Linked DNA regions of Capra hircus: region 1 is linked to region 2. The links are chromatin contacts, called in public Hi-C maps. All regions are on one chromosome and are shown on one strand. Each heading gives the region's core, a stretch centred on a gene start, on an enhancer-like site or on the middle of the called end of the contact. The rest is flanking DNA. Distances are from core to core; before and after follow the strand shown.

The links. Hi-C and Micro-C count contacts between places; a contact is called where the count stands out from the background.
Region 1: a Hi-C map of blood shows a contact between it and region 2, with 4 times the contacts expected there. The contact joins the enhancer-like site here to the promoter of PLIN3 in region 2. A contact is called at or near these places in 2 of 5 Hi-C or Micro-C datasets (both in blood).

What each region holds. Positions count from the first base shown.
Region 1 is chr7:91,364,934-91,369,598 of ARS1.2, forward strand. It overlaps KDM4B (lysine-specific demethylase 4B), which reads left to right. Exons shown (of 25, transcript XM_018050893.1): 3 at 3,451-3,616. The coding sequence starts at 3,476. Among named protein-coding and RNA genes, the nearest start is that of KDM4B, 34 kb to the left of the region's middle. Within about 2 kb of position 2,433, at least 3 of the 5 cell types and tissues checked have an H3K27ac peak or open chromatin away from gene starts, as enhancers often do.
Region 2 is chr7:91,254,303-91,259,098 of ARS1.2, forward strand. PLIN3 (perilipin 3) reads right to left here and starts at 1,378. Exons shown (of 8, transcript NM_001285595.1): 1 at 1,314-1,378.

The DNA of each region.
Region 1 (4,665 bases), core at 1,183-3,682, 110 kb after region 2:
GGTACTCGGAGAGCCCCGGAATCCTTTTCAAAGACAGAGCACTCCTCAAGGTTTAGCTGTGTTGTGAGGTTCCGTTTTCTCCAGAGGACATACCTTCCCACACACTGTATTCTTGTCAAACCCCAGAGTTGCGGGTTCCCAACGTCCAGTTCCTGGACAACATCTGCCATTAGCTTCAGGAACCTTTAGTCCAGGGCCCACCGGGTCAGAAAGACAAGACTGTCTCCTGGGGAGGCGGCGTCCCTGCCAGTCACCTCTTGTCTGAATCCTGGGTCTCAGATGGACAGAGTGTGCCTGGCTGTAGGACGCCCACCCCTTGGGGTGTTTCTTACCCACCCTCTCCTTCCCGAGGCACTCAGGCTCAGCATACTCCACTGTCCCGGGCTCCTGGGGGTGCCTACCCCAGGCCAGGGTCCAGATGCAGAGAGCCTTCTGCTCCTGGGAGGGGCGGGGAAGAACCCTACCTGGTCACCGCAGTGCAGCACAAGTCGGGTGGCAGCCTTCATGGGGGGCAGCCAGAGCACCCCCACGGCCCAGCCCACGAGTCCGCAAGTTTGAAGGCCACTGGGGGGGGTACTAGTGCAGGAGGGCCCCTCCGGGCTGGACTCACTGGGACCTAGAGAGCGGGGGATCCCGTCAGCCTGACTCAGTGCCCTCTGTTGTCAGATGTGCCTTGGTGAGGAGGAGCCACCGAGGACGGCTGGGAAATGCCCGTCCCGTGTGGTCCTGCTCCTCTGTCCCAGGCGGTGGGGTGCAGGGGGCCTGGGGGAACTGAGCGACTTCACTTTCACTTTTCCCTTTCATGCATTGGAGAGGGCAATGGCAACCCACTCGTGTTCTTGCCTGGAGAATCCCAGGGACAGCGGAGCCTGGTGGGCTGCCGTCTATGGGGTTGCACAGAGTTGGACACAACTGATGCGACCTAGCAGCAGCAGCAGCTTTATTGAGATTGACTCCACCCACCAGCCAGTTCCTCCATTTAAAATATATAATTTTGACGTGTGTGTTCAGAGTCCTGCAGCCGTTGCCACAGTTGACTGGGGAACGTTTCCATCGCTCCCTACAGAAACCCGACCTTGGCCTCTGGGGCCCTTCTGGGTCTGCTCCATCCCGCTGTGGCAGGTGTCAGGGCTTCCTTTCATTCTGTGGCTGAGCCACACTCCCGATGTGCCGCTGACTGGAGGGGCTTGGTTTGTTTACCTTCATTTGCTGATGGACACTCGAGGTGCTTCCAACTTTTGGCTGCTGTGAGTCGTGCTGCTGTGGACATCTGTGTATAAGTTTTTGTGTGGACAGATGTTTCTTGGGTGGGTACTTAGTGGTAGGATTGCTGACTTGTGCGGTCAGTGCCACATTTAACTTCGGGGAACTGCCAGGCTGTTTTCCCCAGCGGCAGGCCAGCTGGGAGTCGGGGTTCCTGTTTATGCGCCTCCTCGCCTGCCCTTGTCATTACCTGCTTTCTCACTCTGGCTGCTGTGGGCAAGGTGTATCTCTGTGGCTTACATTCGCTTTTCCCTGGTGGCTGACCGCCTCAAGCATCTTTTCATGTGCTTATTGGCCATCTGTGTCTCTTTGGAAAAATGTCTGTTCGAGTCCTTTGCCCACTGTTTAATTGTGCTGCTTGTCTGTTCACGACTGAGTCGTTAGAACCCCGCTTGTCTTGCCACAGCATGGTCTGGTCAAGAGTGTGTCCGTCTTTCTGGACTGTTCTGAGTTCCCTCATGGGGGGTCCTTGGTCCCCCTGTGTTCCCAGAAGGTTGGCCCAGGGCTGGATTTCAGTCAGATTCCTTTTGTTATCTTTTTAAGTAAGCACGTGTTTGATTTTCATTTGCCCTCCTTTAAAGAAACGTGCCACGGGTTATGGAGTATTGGGATTATACACTGTTTTAATTTTCTTTTTCATATTTACTTACTGAAAGCTTCATTGCAAAGGGCACGAATAAGAGGAAAAACCTCACACTCGCCTCCCTGCTGAGCGGAACCTGCATGGCGGTGGCGGGTGGAGAAGCCGGGGCTCTTGCTGGGTGCAGCTGTAGGAAGCTCCACCTGCTCGCATCCCCGCCCCTCGATGGGAAAGTGGAGGGCGCTTGGGTGGGCAGGACCCTGGGGCCACCCCACCCTGCGCAGGACAGGCTGGTCTTGAGGGGAGACAGGTGTCCTGCTTGGGCTCATCTCCCACCAACAATGTGGGGCGGGGATGGGGGGTAGTCCCTGAGGAAGGGTGGGCTCCCTGCTTGGTGATGCAGTGGTGACCCTGTGTGTGCCAGGACCCCCAGAGCCTGTACCAGTTCTGCCAGCCGTGAGTGTGACCTTCACAGCGGGGCCTTGCCTGCCGCCCCCGCCCCTGCCCTGCACGCCCAAGTGTAGCGTGGGGTGGCCCAGGGCCCGGCCTGGTTCCAAGGAGCTGCCTGGCTTGGCGGCTGTTCCTGGGCCTGTGGTGCCCTCTAGTGCCCACTGTGGGGAGTGTATTTGGAGAGCTGGTGGCTGTGACTTGGTGAATGGACACCGCCTGCCACTTTCCAGACAGGCAGGAGTCCTGCCCTTCTCACCCCATCCCCCCGCCCCTGCTCACTTTGTGGGAGTGTGAGCTTGGCGAGTTTTCCTTCGAGTTCTGGGTGTGCGTGCACTGGGGTTCCGACTTTGTCCACATCCTGGAGCGAGTCTGGTTTTCTCTTCTTTGGAGAATTTAGTCTGCCAACAGGGACCCTTCCCCTTTGTGTATCCCTCAAGTGTCTCCCTGACTAGAATGGGCCACAGCCTCCCTGCTGGTCCCTGTGACTCTCAAAACAGGATGGGCCTCTCTAGCCTGCAGCCTTGTCACCTGGAGGAGGTCCTCCCACCCCACTGACTCTCCCCCTCTATACCACGTGGTCCAGGCTTGGCTGTAGCCTGGGGTGATGGGGCTCTGCTCTCTGGTTTCGGGTCCTGCCTTGTGCAGCCTATGGGTCACTTGCGTGGGTCTCTGGGGCCTGGGCTCCCTGACAGCAGCTGGCCCAGTGCTGGAGGGACCCAGGCGCTGCTTGCCTGCTTGCCTCCTTGCCCATGGTGGCCCTGCCTGAGGAGGGCTTCCCTGTTCAGGAAACACACACACATATGACCTTACTCCCTTTTCCAGTCTGCCCCATGCCGCTGCCCCTGGATTCCAGCTCCATGATCAATGTCAGTGAATCTGGACATGGCCCTGATATGAAAAGATTTTTATTTCCAGGGCCCCTTGTTTGAAATGGGGGCTCAGGCCTCCAGCATCGCAGCGGCTCTTAGGACGAGTCATCTCTCTTTGTAATTAATTGAAGTCATTTGGTCTTTTGTGTGGGAGCTGAAGCAGCCCTGGCTCCCCTGGGCCCCATTCAGCTGCACAGCCTCTGTCCTTGGGTAGGGTGCTTTGGGCCCTCGTTGGGGCCAGGGGGCCGGCTGGCGATGGTGGTGCTGACGTCCTCTGTCTCCTCACAGGTGTGGCCATCCCCCCGCCGCAGCCATGGGGTCTGAGGATCATGGGGCCCAGAACCCAAGCTGTAAGATCATGACGTTCCGCCCAACCATGGAGGAGTTCAAGGACTTCAACAAATATGTGGCCTACATCGAGTCCCAGGGGGCCCACCGGGCGGGCCTGGCCAAGGTGAGTGACCCCCGGCCCTGTAGCCATTTTCCATGGCTGCTGCCCTGTACCCACCCCACCCCCGCCCCGGGACTTGGGGCCCATTGAGGCACCCATTAATCCGCTCCTTGAGCCCCTTATTTATTAAGGACACCTGTACGTTCTTTCCCCAAGCCCAGCACTGTTTTGGGCACCAGGATCCCTGAGGGCGTGGACACAGGGTGGGACTCAGCGTGTCATGATGGGACCTGCAGCCACCTCACCTCCCTGGGGCTTCGCAGACTTGATGCTGAAGAGGGCTGACTTTCTGCCTTAATATTCCTCCTTAAACACGTTTTTTTGGAGACTGTCATGTACACGGGCAAGTTCAAACATTGTGATGGGGTCCAGGGAGAGCGAGCGCCCCCCTGACCCCAGCCCGCCTGCCTGGAGCAGCAGGGCACCGGTTCCCGCTTCTCTTCCCATGCCTTTCCCACACGGTGTGAGCATGCGCACGTGCCAGAGCTGGCTGCCCACACCCTCCTGTGCAGCGGACAGGTCTCGGAGAGCTCCTTTGTGTGCACGTGAGCCTGTGTATATGTGGTTCTGCCCAGCACGTAATCTGGGAGATTAATCTGGGAGCCTGTTTGGGGTTCTTTGAGTTGCTTCCCATATGCCTGTCATTGCGTCTCACACCCAGTCCTCTGTTAGTGATGCTGGGGGTCGCCCAGCCTTTTCTGCAAAGGCCAGATAGGAAATATTTTCACATTCTTGAGCCGGACTGTCTGTCACCACCTCTCAGCTCTGCAGCTGTGGTTGATTCGCATCCCCACAGGCCTGGCCGTGTGCCCATAAAACCTGATGTATAGACATCAAACAGAAGGTTTCTAGAATTTTCACCCATTCTGAAATAAGTCTTGTCGTTTTTCCCTAACCATTTAAAAATGAAAAAAAAAAAAAAACAAAAAGCATGACGTCAGCTTGCTGGCTGGACAGAAGCAGGTGGTGGGTGGTCCTGGGCTGCAGGCCCTGGGGTCTGTCCCCCAGGCAGTGTCTGCCGTGAGGGGCAGGTGTGCTGGCCTCCCCCATCC
Region 2 (4,796 bases), core at 128-2,627:
GCGACTTAGCGTGCACACACAAGAGTGGAACCCGGCAAACCCATGTTTTGAGAGCACCAGTTCTGGTGTCCAAACTGGGTTCTAATCCCAGCTCTGCAACTTGCTGGCTGTGGGAGCTTAGGAAGGCAACACCCGTTCTTGGAGCCTCACTTCCCACATCTATGAAAGGGAGGTAACCATTCCTAGCACAGAGTCCCTGCGGATTGGAGGAGAGATTGCGCGTGCGCACTTAGCTTGGGACCTGGCATGTAGCAGGCGCTCAGGAAACGGATCCATTTCACACCACTCTGTCTTCCACACAGAAACTGGTGAAACCAGCCAGGATTGAGCTTCTGCTTGGTACAAAGGTCCCCCACAGGGGAAGTGGGGAGAGAAGGCACATCTACCCGGGTGATCATCACCTGACTCCTGTTCTCCCCCTCATCTTCCCCAGAGTCTGAGTTCAGCTGGACGGCACACAGGTCCTCCCTCCCATCCGTTTTGTCCATCCAGTCCCTCTGGAATCGGTTTAACCAAGGACGGCCATTGCAGATATCACACCCCCCTGCCCCATAAAAGTCCTTGGGGGTCAGCAACCTGCCTGCAGCGGGCCTCAGCTGTGAGAGCAAGAACTGGCTGAAACTGGAGTCACGCAGCCGTCCAACTGCAGCCAGGATATGCTAAGATCCAACTTCCAGAGTTCTCCCGAGAAGGAACCCAAGACTTGGCTCTGGTTTTACAAACGTCCCAAGGACTCAGATAAAGGGTAGGCCTTCCCACCGCCACTTTGTGCAATCCACTGGCCACACCACCCAGGAAAAGGGGGCGGGATTGGCCCCAGACCCTCCCAGAGTCAGCTGGGGTGCCAGAAGGAGGGCAAGGGAGGGGCCAAGTCCCCAGGCGGCAAAACCATTTGGAGAGGAAGGGGCTTTGCTAGGCAGAGGGATTGCTCCTCTGGTCGGGGTTGGGGGGGAATTTCTACGCGGAATGGGCTACGGCTTGTCTCCAAAGTGCGTCAGCAATGCAGGAGGATGTGGTTTGGGACGGGGAACTTGGACCCCCGCCCCATGCTGCCACTTCTAGGGTGTTCTTTCGTGCGCCTCCCCCCCGCCAAAGTCCTAGATATTGAGAGAAGAAAGTCTGAACGTCGAAGCCTGTTCCAGAAGTTTAATTTCTCTGGGGAGGGAAGAGTGCTCAGCCCAGGCTGACCCCTCTCCAGGCCGCGGAGACGAGCAGAGTCCACAGGAAGGCCCTCCCTGTCCCTACCTCCCTTAGGGCACCCCAGGACTCAGCGGACCCTGCCCCAACCTCAATCGGGGCCCCTCGCCTCTCACCGCGGTCAGCGGGACGTCCAGGGCGCAGCCGACACTACTTCAAAGCCAGCTCCAAAACCGTCCTGGGCCGGACCAAGACCAGCGTTTATATTTGGGGGCGGGCGCCCGGGAGTGACGGGTCGGAGGACCAATCTGGTTGGGAGCCGCCTGCCGCCAGGCCACGCCCCTCGCCCGGCTTGGGACGTTGGAGCCACAAGTGAAGTCCAGGAAAGGCTGAACTAGGGCGCCCTCCCAACTGTACACCCAGTTGGCAACACCCGTACGACCCCGGAGCCAGCCCAGGAGACCTTCCCCGTCTGGGACCCTGGGAACTCCGATGGGAGATGATCCTAGGGTCCCCTTTCCTTACCCAATCGAGGCTGTGAGAACTCAGATCATTGCGTGAGGCCTCCTTCTGCCAGGCGCCACCACTCCATCCCGACCCCTCCGAACAAGGGTGATGGAGCCGGCCCCATCTAGCATTGTGAGCAACTTGTCCTGACTTGTATCGTGCCACTCAATCCTCACAACACTTGGTGTCCCTTTATCACCTCATTTTACAGCTGAGTAAGCCGAGGGAATACCAGACCACCTGACCTGCCTCTTGAGAAATCTGTATGCAGGTGAGGAAGCAACAGTTAGAACTGGACATGGAACAACAGACTGGTTCCAAATAGGAAAAGGAGTACGTCAAGGCTGTCTAATGTCACCCTGCTTATTTAACTGCTATGCAGAGTACATCATGAGAAACGCTGGACTGGAAGAAGCACAAGCTGAAATCAAGATTGCCAGGAGAAATATCAATCACCTCAGATATGCAGATGACACCACCCTTATGGCAGAAAGTGAAGAGGAACTCAAAAGCCTCTTGATGAAAGTGAAAGTGGAGAGTGAAAAAGTTGGCTTAAAGCTCAACATTCAGAAAATGAAGATCATGGCATCCGGTTCCATCACTTCATGGGAAATAGATGGGAAAACAGTGGAAACAAGTGTCAGACTTTATTTTGGGGGGCTCCAAAATCACTACAGATGGTGATTGAAGCCATGAAATTAAAAGACGCTTACTCCTTGGAAGAAAAGTCATGACCAACCTAGACAGCATATTCAAAAGCAGAGACATTACTTTGCCGACTAAGGTCCGTCTAGTCAAGGCTACAGTTTGTCCAGTGGCCATGTATGGATGTGAGAGTTGGACTGTGAAGAAAGCTGAGTGCCGAAGAATTGATGCTTTTGAACTGTGGTGTTGGAGAAGACTCTTGAGAGTCCCTTGGACTGCAAGGAGATCCAACCAGTCCACTCTGAAGGAGATCAGCCCTGGGATTTCTTTGGAAGGAATGATGCTAAAGCTGAAACTCCAGTTATTTGGCCACGTCATGCGAAGAGTTGACTCATTGGAAAAGACTCTGATGCTGGGAGGGATTGGGGGCAGGAGGAGAAGGGGACGACAGAGGATGAGACGGCTGGATGGCATCACTGACTCAATGGACGTGAGTCTGAGTGAACTCCGGGAGTTGGTGATGGACAGGGAGGCCTGGCGTGCTGCGATTCATGGGGTCGCAGAGTCGGACACGACTGAGTGACTGAACTGAACTGAATTGAAGCCGAAGCCCAGAAAGCAGGAACCAGGGACAGTGCAGGGGCCAACCCTCTCTGACTCCTGGATCAGCTCCCTCCTGAAGGCGCGTCATTGGGATTCCCCCACCCCACCACCAGCCCCCCAAATCCTTTATTTTCTTTGCCTATAAACCAAGGTCTCAAATTCAAATGGCCCCAGGAACCAGGCAGAAGGTAAATGCTTCTGCTAAAAAAAAAAAAAAAAAAAAGTGACAGCATGCCTTTTCTCCAGGGAGCAGAATTTTAACCCTGAGAGAGACACTCTAAGGTATTCACAGATCCATGGGGATTCCAGACTTAGACAAAGTGTCCTCCCTCTTAAAAAATTTGACCAAGTGAAAATCAATGGAGCTGTGTGGTAGAGTTTTCAGAGATTTTGGGAATGTTCTTGAACTCTGTGCCACCCTGTATAGTGGCCACCAACACCACGTGGCTATTGCACACCAAGAAACTGAACATACATGTTTAAGTAACTACAAGCAACTTGTCAGATTTCTGAGTCTGAATCCCTAGGATGATTAAATCAAGTACATAAAATTATCAAATAAAAAACTTTCATATTTGTGGCATGCTTTCCCCCTGTCCATTCATTTTTCTAGTCATTCATTCGACAGTTCTTACTGAGCTGCTGTGCTGGGCATGGGGAGGCCAGGAGCAAAAGGCAGGTCCCAGCCTTGTGGTGCTCACCACCCAGTGGGGAATGGGCCATAAACAAGATAAGTGAGTGCAATGCACAGTGGGTCAGGTGGTGGTAAATGCTACCAAGAAAAGCAAAGGATTGAGAATGTAGGGGTTGCACTTTTTAATAAGGTAGACAGGGGTGGCCTTTTAGAGTGCCATCTGAGTACAGAAGGATGGAGGAGAGGAGGGAGCCACAGAGAAATCTGGGGAGATCTCTGATGATAGAAACAGCCCATGCAAAGGCCCTGAGACTGGACCATGCCTAGTCAATTGGTTGTTATTGTTCAGTTGCTCAATCATGCCTGAATCTTTGTCACCCCATGGACTGCAGCACGCCAGGCTTCCCTGTCCTTCACTATCTCCCAGAGTTAGCTCAAACTCGTGTCCATTGAGTCAGTGATGCCACCCAACAATCTCATCTTCTGTGGCCCCCTCCTCCTCTTGCCTTCAGTCTTTCCCAGCATCAGGGTCTTTTCCAATGGGTCAGCTCTTCGCATCAAGTGGCCGAAGTATTGGAGTTTCAGCTTCAGCATCAGTCCTTCCAATGAGTACTTGGGGTTGATTTCTTTTAGGATTGACTGGTTTGATCTTCTTACTGTCCAATGGACTCAAGAGTCTTCTCCAGCACCACAGTTCGAAAACATCAACTCTTCAGCACTCAGCCAGCCTTCTTTATGGCCCAACTCTGACATCTGTAGTGAATACTGGAAAAAACATAGCTTTGACTAGATGAACCTTTGAATTGGAGATACAGTTAAAACATGATGGAGGGACTTCCCTGGTGGTCCAGTGGCTACAACTTTGTGCTCCCAAAGCAGTGGGGCCTGGGTTTGATCCCTGGTCAGGGAACTAGATCCTACATGCCACAACTAAGACCCAGCACAGCCAAATAAATTAATTAAATGTTTTTAAAAAATGATTTGACTGAGGCAAAATGAGGAGAGGGAGAGAGCTAGAGGAGAATGGGTCTGGGATGGGCAGAGCTCAGAGAAGTGATTTGTCCAAGGTCACACAGCTGGGAAGTCACCAGGAGATACGTATGACTGGTAGCCTTCAGCTTCTGAGTGGCCGTCAGTGCTGGGATGTGGCCAAAATACCCCTGGTCAAGCGGATGTAACTCAGTTCTGATTTGGAAGATAAGGTCTTGATGATTTTGTCCCGATCTTCAACCCTGGTATGGGGATCGTCTCCACCTTCAGTCTCTTGTGA